2 separate regions of the Callithrix jacchus genome follow, and region 2 is linked to region 1. Evidence: chromatin contacts called from public Hi-C data. All regions are on one chromosome and are shown on one strand. Each heading gives the region's core, a stretch centred on a gene start, on an enhancer-like site or on the middle of the called end of the contact. The rest is flanking DNA. Distances are from core to core; before and after follow the strand shown. Region 1 overlaps PIK3AP1 (phosphoinositide-3-kinase adaptor protein 1). Region 2 holds the start of LCOR (ligand dependent nuclear receptor corepressor).

Evidence for each region. Hi-C and Micro-C count contacts between places; a contact is called where the count stands out from the background.
Region 2: a contact with region 1 is called in a Hi-C map of induced pluripotent stem cells, with 4 times the contacts expected there. The contact joins the promoter of LCOR here to the enhancer-like site in region 1. A contact is called at or near these places in 2 of 3 Hi-C or Micro-C datasets (induced pluripotent stem cells and skeletal muscle).

The regions. Positions count from the first base shown.
Region 1 is chr12:89,486,002-89,491,820 of calJac240_pri, forward strand. The region is part of intron 8 of PIK3AP1 (phosphoinositide-3-kinase adaptor protein 1); the gene reads right to left. Among named protein-coding and RNA genes, the nearest start is that of TM9SF3, 54 kb to the left of the region's middle. Within about 2 kb of position 3,185, at least 4 of the 16 cell types and tissues checked have an H3K27ac peak or open chromatin away from gene starts, as enhancers often do.
Region 2 is chr12:89,684,827-89,690,645 of calJac240_pri, forward strand. It overlaps LCOR (ligand dependent nuclear receptor corepressor), which reads left to right and starts at 2,911. Exons shown (of 7, transcript XM_078346173.1): 1 at 2,911-3,042; 2 at 4,035-4,108.

The DNA of each region.
Region 1 (5,819 bases), core at 1,935-4,434:
CACTTGTAAGGACCTTTTTGATTATACTGGGCTCACCAAGATGATCCAAGATATTCTCCGTATCTTGAAGTCAGTGGATTAGCAACCTTGATTCCATCCCCAATCTTAATTCTCCTTTGTCATGTGACCTAGCATATTTACAGATTAAGGGGCATTATTCTGCCTCCCAAGATAGACCCAAGTATCAGGCACAGTCAGCCTGCCATGAATTTCCGTCCCATACTGGGCCAGTGAAGGGAAGAGAAGACAGGAATTAGGGCACTCTCAAGTGAGTCCATCATGTTTACACACAGACTGGGCAGCCTTGTTCTGATACAAATGCTATTAAGTCTCTAGATGTGCACTGCCTTAAATGAAGTTACCTAAAAATGATTTTTCCATTTATATTATAAAGAAAATGATTTTTGAAAATCTTTAGTTGAACATAAATATCTCTGTAGACCAGGAACAGCAGATACCATACATGGGCCTCCATGTCCCTATTCCATTTTCATGGCAAACATCAGTAACCAATCATAACATTCTTTCTGTCCTTCTTAACACAGCACCCAGGCACTCAATACTGGCTAACTGGAGCCAGTAATTATTACAGGTGTGGTGGCTCATGCCTGTAATTCCAGTACTTTGGGAGGCTGAGACAGGAGGATCACCTGAGGTCAGGAGTTCAAGACTTGCCTGACCAACATGGTGAAACCCTGTCTCTACTAAAAATACAAAAATTAGCAGGTTGTGGTGGTGGGCATCTATGGTCCTAGCTACTTGGGAGGCTGAGACAGGAGAACCACTTGAACTGGGAGACTGAGGTTGCAGTGAGCCGAGATTGCACCACGGCACTCCACCTTGGGCAACAGAGCGAGACTCTGTCTAAAAAAAAAAAAAAAGAAGAAAAGAAAGGAAAAGCTAGGCTAGATGCAGTGTCTCATGCCTGTAACCCCAACACTTTGGGAGGCCAAAGCAGGTGGATCACCTGAGGTCAGGAGTTTGAGACCAGCCTGGCCAACATGATGAACCCCGTCTCTACTAAAAATTAATAATAATAATAATAATAATAATAATAAAATTAGCCAGGCCTGGTGGTGTACACCTGTAATCTCAGCTACTCAAGAGACTGAGGCAGGAGAATTGCTTGAACCCAGGAGGTAGAGATTGCAGTGAGTACACCACTGTACTCCAGTGGGGGAGATAGAGCAAGATTCCATCTCAGAAAAAAAAAAATAAATAAATACTGGCCAATTGGCACTGCCATGTGAAATTACTTTTAAAATGCTATTTCCATACCTAATTAAGCACTAAGTCCTGGTAGTAGCAGATATTACCTTTATAATAATACATTTTTTAAAGGTACCTGGTTGCTTATAGTTAATGAGTGATAAGACCCTCTCAAGCTCTAAATATGACAACCCCACGTGTACACACAACCCTTGCCTACAGTGAACTACACAGAAAATTCTGTAAGTGAAAGGAGTCTGTTCCTAGACAAAGAGCATTTTGTAAGGGAACAAATCCCTGCATTCCTGAACGTTCAGGGTTTGTACTTCAGATCCCAACTTGCAAATTAAAAATAACCCAAAATGCACTGAAACCTGCTGTTCTGAGAAGAAAGTGCAAAGTTCTTTCATTTCAGCAAAGAAAAACAACAACAATGACAAGGAGAGTCTGGGGTCACAGCCTCCTTCTGGAAAAGCCATAGAGTCACACTGCACTGGATTTAAGGAGTCAATCAGAAAGAGTCCACTCCTGGAATGCAAGAAGCTTGAACAGAAGCCAGAACACCCAGGCAGGCACTTAATTAAGGAATGAATCAAGAGTAATAGTGAATTCTCAAAGACACCCATATAATACTCCTCGTGGGGCACAGACTACTTAGCTGCAGTGGAAATTCCATCCAGATTATATGCTGTTAATTTAATAGAAAACCAAGTCTGAGTATATAATTCAGTAAAATGTCAGCTACTGAAAGACTGTTCTTCTAGAAAGGCTTTCAAACCCTGAAAGTAGGCCAAAAGAATTTTTCTTTTTTCCCCAGCAAGAATCTTTTGTGGCCAAAAAGAGAGCCATAGAGCAAGAAGCATTGTAGTCAAACATTTGAAAATAACCTGAAGCCTAACAGGTCAGTTTGTCCCTGGGTAGAATGGTTTGACTGACTATGTCAATTAAAAAGTCCAACTTTTCTATACCCTAAAGAAGAAGTAATGGGATGGAAGAGAGAGAAGGACACAGACACACACACACACACACACACACACACAAGTGATGGTTAATTTATTTTATTTTTTTGAGACAGGGTCCCACTCTGTCACCCAGGCTGGAGTGCAGTGGTGCAATCATTGCCCACTGCAGCCTTGATTTCCCAGCTGATCCTCCCATCTGAGCCTCCTAACTACAGGCATGCCCCACCACGCCTGGCTAATTTTTAAAAAAATTTTTAGAGATGGGTTTTTGCTGTATTGCCCAGGCAGATTGAGTGTGGACTCCCATACTCAAGCAATCTGCCCACTTTGGCCTCCCAAAGTGCTGGGATTACAGGCGTGAGCCACCATGCCTGGCCTGTGATGGTCAGTTTTAGGTGTCAACTTGACTTTATTAGGGAATACCTAGAGTGAGGGTGTTTCCAGAAGAGGAGCATGTGAGTCTGAGTGGAATGCATAGAAAAGATCCACCCCCAGTGTAAGCAGGCATCATCTAATCAGCTGAGGGTCCTAATAGAGCAAAAAAGACAAAAGGTGAATTGGTTTCTCCCCAGGAGCTGGCACACACTGGCATACACTCTTCTTCTCCTGGTTGACATCAGAACTCTAGGCTCTCCGCCCTTTGGACTTCAGGACATACACTAGCTGCTCTCCCCTCAGGATCTCAGGCTTTTGGCCTCAGACTGAGAATTACACAATCAGCTTCCTGGTTCTGATGCCTTTGGACTATGTACTTTGAACTTCTGAGTTGATGTTGGAATGAGTTGAGACTTTTGGGGCAACTGAAATGGAATGAATGTATTTTGCATGTGAGAAAGACATGAATTTTGGAGGCTAGGAGCAGAATGCTATGATTTTAATGTGTCCCTCAAAATTTCATGTGTTAGAAACTTAATCCCTCCATCCTCATGAATGGATTAATGTTGCTATCGTGGGAGTGGGTTTGTTATCACAAGAGTAGCTTTGTTATAAAAACGAGTCCTCTCTGCCTCTTCTGCTCTTGCTCTTTTGCCATGGGAATACTTTCCACAGTGTTATAATGCAACAAGAGGGCCCTCACCAGACACCAGCACATGCTCTTGGACTTCTCAGCCTCCAGAATTGTGAGCTAAATAAATTCCTTTTTTTTTTGATACGGAGTTTCGCTCTTGTTACCCAGGCTGGAGTGCAATGGCGCGATCTCAGCTCACCATAACCTCCGCCTCCTGGGTTCAGGCAATTCTCCTGCCTCAGCCTCCTGAGTAGCTGGGATTACAGGCACACACCACCATGCCCAGCTAATTTTTTGTATTCTTAGTAGAGATGGGGTTTCACCATGTTGACCAGGATGGCCTTGATCTCTTGACTTCGTGATCCACCCGCCTCGGCCTCCCAAAGTGCTGGGATTACAGGCATGAGCCACCACGCCCGGCAATAAATTTATTTTCTTTATAAATTACCCAGTCCATGGTGCTCTGTTATAGCAACAGAAAATGGACTAAGACACACACACACACACACACACACACACACACACACACGAGAATAGCAGTCTAAAATTAGAAGGCATTGGCAATGAAAAAGGAGTTGAGGATAGTCTAGGAGAAGCTGCAAAAAAGTTTTGTGGTTTTCTTATGCAGACAAATGCCTCAATACAGTACCCCTGGTAGGCACAAGATCCTCTGCCATGCAGAAGTTAGTCTATGGGATGCATTTGTGGTGCTGTGCAGTGAGTCACATGTGGTAGCCCATCTGAACACAGCCCCACCTGCATTCTCAAAGCAGTGTCCTTTTCCTTCCTCCATAGCACTGTCACAGTTTGTGGTTATATATTCAGTTATATGGTATTTTTGTTTAATATCCAGCTCTTTCACTAGAATGTACATTTTGAAAGGCAAGTTTCCTGCCAGCTTGTTTACTGATTCATCGTCACCTGGCACGGTGTGAATTAAACACATGAGAGCTTCGATAAATATTTGTTGAGTGAATGAATGAACAAGCTAATAAAGGCAAAACAAATGTACACATGAATATGAAGGCATTTGGGCTTTATGAAGGAAACTGGGCATTTGCCAAGCTGAGAAAAGAGAAAGGCAATTTAGGTAGAAGGAACAGCACAGTCAAATGCATGGGAGCATGAAAGAAAAGGCAGCTTGTAGTGACCAATGGAGTTACTGCCACCGAGATGTCCCATGGTTGGAGACACTAAGAGATGTCTCAATACCACCTCTCAGGTAGATGGGGTCTTTGCATTGGAATATCGACACACTATTCCACCCACAAAGTCAAGAATTACATCTTATTTTCTGGTATCTCAAATTCAAGAAATGGTTGAACACCTATTGTGTACAGCCCTGGGTTGGGCACTGTGGATGATACAGAGCTCTAAGACATGCTTCCTTTCGAGGCCAGGAGAGGGTAACCAGAGAAACATGTAACTAGAGCCCAAGGGGATGTGTGTGCAGTGTCCCAAGGAAAGCATGCAGTCCCCCTGCAATCTGTGCAGGTTCAGACGGGAGCAAGGTTGCTGCTGGTGATGGGGATTTTATCTTTTTAACATTAAAACATTCAATCCAGCATGCTTTCACTAAGTCCCTATGTCCCCAACACAGTTCTTGTATTTCTGGAGGAGCAGAAAGCAATAGGAAGTCAGGAAGTACCTTGAGCTCATCTCCCTGCTTCCCAGTGGGTTCTGTCCTTGCAGATAAGAACTCATGCTATGCACCCAGGCGCACTGGCCCAGAAGCATCTCTTGGCTCTACTTGCCAGAATCTTCCCAAAAAGGATGGCAGGAGGATGACAGAGCCTCAGCAGGAGGAAGGGAGGCTCCTGAAAGAAAAGGGTACAGATAGGAGAGGCAGCATGTTTCATAAGCAAACCAGTAATTTATTCATTTTGCATACAAATCGTCCTTCTGCTGAGTTCAGACCTACAGAGCTGGGCTGTGAGGTCCTTTACAGTCCCCAAGTGTGCCCCCAGCTCAGACAGAACCCAGCTTGCAGAGAGGGGCTGTAATCAGAGAGCTCGGGTAAAGAAAACACTGCTGGAAATAATCTGTTACAAAGATGCCAGTTACCAAGGAGGTTGCTAAGGGAAGCCGGCAAGTTAGCTAGAGCTAAGTCAGCTTTCCACTACATAAACACTTGAGCTACAGAAACATGAGGTAGGGATCAGGGGTTCAGAAGAAAAGTTCAATGCAGGGTAACATGAAGCAGAACAGCCCTCTGGGATTGATTAGTGAGTCTGCAGTTTCTACAGGCAAGATGATAATGCCTTTCTCCTTTTGCTCCATTCTCCTTACGGAAGAAAATTGAGGCTTTCAGGTATTGAAGCAAAGCTACAACCCACAAAGCAGATTATCTTGGAAACAAACTGGACAAGGGCCTCCCAGAACTGCCTCCCAAGGCTTTTCTACCCAGAGCCTCAGAGAGGTGACCAGTGACTGTGCATTTCAACATAAAATTAATTACCTAGGTCCAGGGACCACCAGGACTACCATATCATTCTCCAAGGTAAGGGCAGGGCCAAAGAACTAAGTGAGAAAAAGATGAGGAGATAGTAAAAACACCCACAGACATTTGCCTTGAGTTTATTTAATGTTACATAAGCTTGTCCTTAACAAAGACATTTTATCTCTTACATAACAAGGTG
Region 2 (5,819 bases), core at 1,661-4,160, 200 kb after region 1:
GCCATCATTTTTGTATTTTTAGTAGAGACAGGGTTTCACCTTGTTGGCCAGTCTGGTCTTGAACTCCTGACCTCAGGTGATCTGCCCGCCTTCACCTCCCAAAGTGCTGGAATTATAGGCATGAGCCATCAGGCCCAGCCAATTTTCTACTTGTAAGGCAATTTAGAGGGGCTTAGAGTCACAGAGATCTTAGTGGGAATTTGGTAGCTATGTGATCTTGAAAACGTGTTTAACGCATCTGAGTCTTGTGTGCCTAATTTGGAAAATGTGGTAAATATCTACTCATAGCATTATTATTTGGATGGAGTGAAATAATGCTGCAATGATAAACATACAGTATATACTCAATGAATATTAGCTGTTATTATTGCCTCCCTTATCCTTTCTTCCAAATAGGTCTTGGTGACGAGTCAACCATGAGTTAGTTCCCAACTCAAAATAAGTGAAGCAGAAACTGGGACTTAGAGTGGAACTAGCATTAAATTGGAAAGTGGGAAACTTGCCTCCCGGCTTTGTTGCCCTTCCTCTACCAAGTAACTATGTAATCTTGGTCAAGTCACCTTATTTGCCTGGGCTTCCAATTTCATAATTAAGAGCATTCACAGAATTGATCTCTGAAGCCTCTAGGATTCTCTGAATCCATACATCTGAGACTAAGATTATGTCGAGGAATTATTACTCTTGGCTTGATTGTTTTTTAAACAAATTAACGTGGGGTGGTTGGAAAATGCACTCATTATTTACTCATTTTAGAATTACACGTTATTTATTTGAAACTAAACTATACTTCCTTCAAACAAGATAGAAACTTGGTTAAAGGCTGCAAAAGACTAAAACTCGCCACCTAGCGGCGAAGAAAGGAAGTTTCAAGTGACACAAGATGTCCTGCTATCACACGTGAAGGATGGTTGTTGACAGCCATTTTTTATCTCGTATTAGTTCTTTCCCCTCATCACTCAGGACATTATTATGTATTATGTACCCAGAAACTCAATACTTCCTAGCGTGCTCATTTGACACTACTTTTTTTTCCCTTCCGAGACGGAGTCGCGTCGTGTCGTCCAGCCTGGAGTGCAATGACAGGATCTCGGCTCACTGCAACCTCCGCCTCCCGGGGTCAAGCGATTCTCCTGCCTCACCCTCCCGAGTAGCTGGGACTACAGGCACCCGCCACCGTGTCCGACTAATTTTTTAATTTTTATTTTAAATTATTTTTTTTAAAGACGGGGTTTCACCATGTTGGTCACAGGCTGGTCTTGAACTCCCGACCTCAGGTGACCCGCCCGCCTTGGCCTCCAAAGTGTGTGGATTACAGGCGTGAGCCACCGCGCCCGGCCTTTTTTTTTTTTTTTTTTTTTTGTAGTTTTAGTAGAAACGGGGTTTCACCATATTGGTCAGGCGGGTCTCGAACTCCTGACCTTGTGATCCGTCTTCCTAGGCCTCCCAAAGTCCTGGGATTAGCGGCATGAGCCACCACACCTGGTGGACAGTACTCTTAAGCCAATGAAATATTGTGGACGTTTGAGAATTGTGGAAAGATCAATATTTTAAGAGTGGCGAAGTGCGGTAGGAGTGAGGGGAGGGGAAGTTGTCTTCTGACCTTTGCATTTGCATTTCAAGCCACCCGTACCCGAGGCCCACCCAGTCCAACTGTGTATGGGTAGATATACGATTCTGCAATTCCACCAGTGGCTGGTGCAGAGAACCAGGACCACCACCTTTGAAAAGACCTAAATCAATACACCAATGGGATTCCTGAAGTCAAGTATTTAACGACTTTGCTTTACTTACTACAGCAATTAAAATTAAGTCTTCAAACTTAAATTTAAATTTCTAAAGGCAGGAATGCACTGTCCTTAATCTTAAACACCAAAGGTGGGGGGGAAGAGAACAGAATCCTAGGGTACTAGGCCTACTGCTATGGGGCGATCTCTTCTGCTTTTTTTTTCCTACCCCACTTTTCCCTGTCTCCTTTCGTTCCCCTTTCTGCTCTCTTCTCGTTCTCTTCGAGGTAACAGTCACAAAATTAAGACCGCATTACGTTTAAATGACACAGATAGTTCTCTGTGCAGTGTGATTCAATTATTCCAAGAGGTTTGGTCATCGAAAATATTTCTCTTCCAGCCCTTTCCTGAAACCTGAAATGAAAGCACTTCCAATACACTGCTTTAAGTATTCCTAATTAAGTCTGTTTCTTGAAATATTAAAATCATTCTCACTTGAGCACAATATTCCGAAATTCCTTGAGAATTTCGGCTACGATCAGTCTTGCTAGTAGAAACCTATATATATATACATTTAATTTAAAACGCTTGATTTCCACTTTTTACTGGGTTTCCCAATGTTGGCGAAGTCTCCGAATGACTTAATAACCCGTATTCATTTCACCTTTGAAAACCTTAGAGCTCAGTGCCTCCACGGGCATCCGGGCATTTATTCTTATTTCTGCCTCTTAAGCAGGCTCTGGGGAAGAGCAGTTTCGACCCAGAAGTTCAGAGCAGCAGTTTCTACGGAACTTGCAACAGTTGGTGCCAAGCGATAGGCAGGTTGGAAGTGATAAATGGGGCTGGCGTAAAAAACAAAAAGCCCCGGGGAGGGCGGGGGCAGCCGTGGCCTTGGGGGAGTGTACGAGGGCGGTGCGGGGCCGGCGGGGCTGAGCATCGGCCGTGGGAATGCGCCGTCCGGGGCGGCCAGAGACTACGGCCGCCGTGGAGTAGGGGAGAAGGACGGCGGGATCGCAGCCCGGGTGGCGGCGAGACGCGGGCGGCGCGCGGGCCCTGGCCTCCCGGGGCCATGCTGGGGCCACGGCGAGGTGAGGCCGGCCCTGCCCCCGCACCGCCCCCGGCGGGAGGTGCGACGCCCGGGCCGCGGGTGCGTGCGCGGCCCCGGGCGACGCGGCTGGGCGTGCGCGGGGCCGCGGCGGAGGCAGGGCCGGGCGGGCGGCAGAAGATGGCGAGGGTGTGTAGGCGGCAGCAATGCTCCGTTGAGAGACGCGGCTTTCGGCAAGAACTGGATTCGTGGCGCCACAAGCTCATTCACTGTGTAGGTGAGACCCTCCGCCCGCCGTCGCGGGCCCTCAGGCCACTCGTCCGCCGGCCGCCCCCGACCAGGGAGGGAGCCGGGGAAGTGGCAATTGCTGCTCCGGCCCGCCCGCCCTCTTAGGCTGGAGCGTCCCCCTCCCCCACCCCCCGGAGTGCGAGCGCGCGCGACCTCCAGGCGGGCTCCCCCGCTCCGCCGCGCGCGCGCCGGCCCCTCCTCTCCGCGCGCCTCCCGGGGCGGACTCTCGGCGGGAGCGCGTGTTCCTCCCCCTCCCGCTCCTCCTCACCGCCCACTCGCTCCCCCCTCCCCGCTCCCGCTCCGGGCCCGGCGCCCTGGCGCCGCTACCGGCTTATTGTGGCGACTCGCCCCGCGGCGCTGCCTCTCCACTAGGGGTGATGCGAGGGGCGCGGGCGTGCTCGGCCCCAACCCGCGCTCCGGCCGCCCCCGTCCTCCTCCCGCGCCACCCCTCCCCCACGCGCGGGGCGCGCCCCTAGCCCTGCGTGCACGCGCGGCGGGCGGCAGGCGGGCGCCCGGCACTCGGGCGTGTGCGAAGCGTGAGGTGGAGATGGGGGCGGAGGGAGCCGGAGCTGTCACAGTCCCCGGGTGCGCCTGACCGAGCCGAGTGGGGTGTCATGGCCGCGGGGGGCAGCGGCTGCACTTCCTCTGCGGGCGGCGGCGGCCGGGGAGTTAATCCTCGACGCACGGGTCGGTGTGTGCGTATTTGTGTTCGGTGTCGTGAGGCGGGGAGGAGGGGGTGGGACCGGGTCCGAACGAGGATCCCCGGCGGGGGTCGCTTTCGTTTCCTCCCGGGGATTGGCCGGAGCCGCAGCCTCGCCCGTTGCCCTGTCGGTCCCCAGCCTCCCGGACCTTGGGCCGCCCGCGGGTGGCTTTCCCCTGCGGGCCGGAGGGAGCGCGGACTGGGGCGCTCCGGGAGGGGCAGGGCGGCCGAGCTGCGCCTCTCACACTGTGTGTTTTGTCTGTTTTTCTCTCCCAAGGTCCCGTTTCCCTCTGTGCGGCGGCCGGCGGGACCATAAGGGCTTAACTCATATATTTAACCCCCCTCCAAAAAGTAAGTGGCCCGTGTGGTGTCTCCGCTCCGCCCGCCGCCCCCTAGCCCCAGTCCATCCTTGTGTCTGACTCTCCTGTCCTCCAGCATTGTTACTTCCCGGTCTTTGCTTCGGTGCTGCTGGCGTGTGGGGAGATGCCCTCTCGCCGTCCTCTGTCCCCCACGCCCAGTCCTCGGGGAGACACAGAATTCCAGCCCCTTCTCCCCTAGGGCAATATTCTTGGGAACCAGGTCTTCCCCCGCAGAATCTACGAGATTCTATCCGTTCGCTTGGGCCCCTCATCCCCTCCTTCCCGACAGGGTTTCGTTGGAAGGAATTATGCAAATCCTGCTTTCTGGTGTCCATTCAGCGGCAATTTCATGCGGTGAGAAGTTCTCTTTGTTGTGCGAGGGGGAGAACAGACACTGATTTAATAGACATATCTGTTGGGGGGAAGGGTGGAGGGGGTGTGGAGAGGCTCAGTTTGGAAGAATTACAGCACTTGGTTAGCTCAATGTCTTTGTGTTTAAGCCTTCTGGCTTGACAGGAGGGTCTGCCCTTTACAATGTCCCACAAGAGATGTTTTTGATACTAGATTGAAAAGCAAAACTGAAACTTTAAACAAGTGAAAAATCAGGTAACCTTGACTTAAAGAATATAAGCCTTTCCATTTCGGCAGCTTTTCATTACGAAAATGTATAACGTGAGTTTTGTTAAGGATTTAGACTGTAACACCGTAGTTAATATAGGTAACAATGCTTTAAGGTATCTGATACCACTTTGGTTGTCCAAAGGTTAAAAGTACATTTTAACACATATGCTTGTGCAAATAATAAAGGCATGAGTCAGTTTTTTGGTATAATTTGTCTCATGAGTATATTTTAAAATTCCCCTCCTGCCAATCCAAGACCAGTGCTGCCCTCCAGAAAACAGTCTTTTGGCTATCGGTTATCCTGTACTCTGCTTTATCTCTGCTTGTTTTATTCTTTCAAACCTATTATACATCTAGTAAAATGTTATATCAGTTTAAGTACTTTTTGAATTTCATGTTATTTCGGACCATCGTAGAAGAGAGCATATAGCAGGTTTTGAGAAGCTTGAAATTAATGGGTTTTTAGAATTGTGGGTTAATAAAAAATAACTGGAATTGCTTTGAAGAATTTTTAGTTCTTGTTATGTTTTGCGTTTCTTCGTGATTGGCTTTTTCAGCAGAGCGTTTTAGTCTTTGAACGCTTTTGAAATTTATAATGTTCTATCCTGTGAATTTTCTAAGTTCATGTTGCTATAGTTTAGATGGTTTTAATTAGTTGCGTATCTTATTCTAATTCTGTTTGCTTTTAATCTTGACCTCCTGCCTCAGGACCCCATTTTATCAGTCATTGCTAGTTAGTGGTTAGTTACTGCTGCTTGACAAGATGTGTTTTTGTTTTTATTTTTTAATTTTTTTGAGACCGAGTCTCGCTCTGTCACCCAGGCTGGAGGGCAGTATCGTGATCTCTGCTCACTGCAACCTCTGTCTCCTGGGTTCGAGCGATTCTTCTGCCTCAGTTTCCCAAGTAGCTGAGACTACAGGTATGTGTGACCACACCTGGCTAATTTTTATATTTTTAGTAGAGACTGGGTTTCACCATTTTGGCCAGGCTGGTCTCAAACTCCTGAGCTGGTGATCCTCCCGCCTCGGCCTCCCAAAGTGTTCGGATTACAGGCATGAGCCACTGTGCCTGGCTTTTTAAT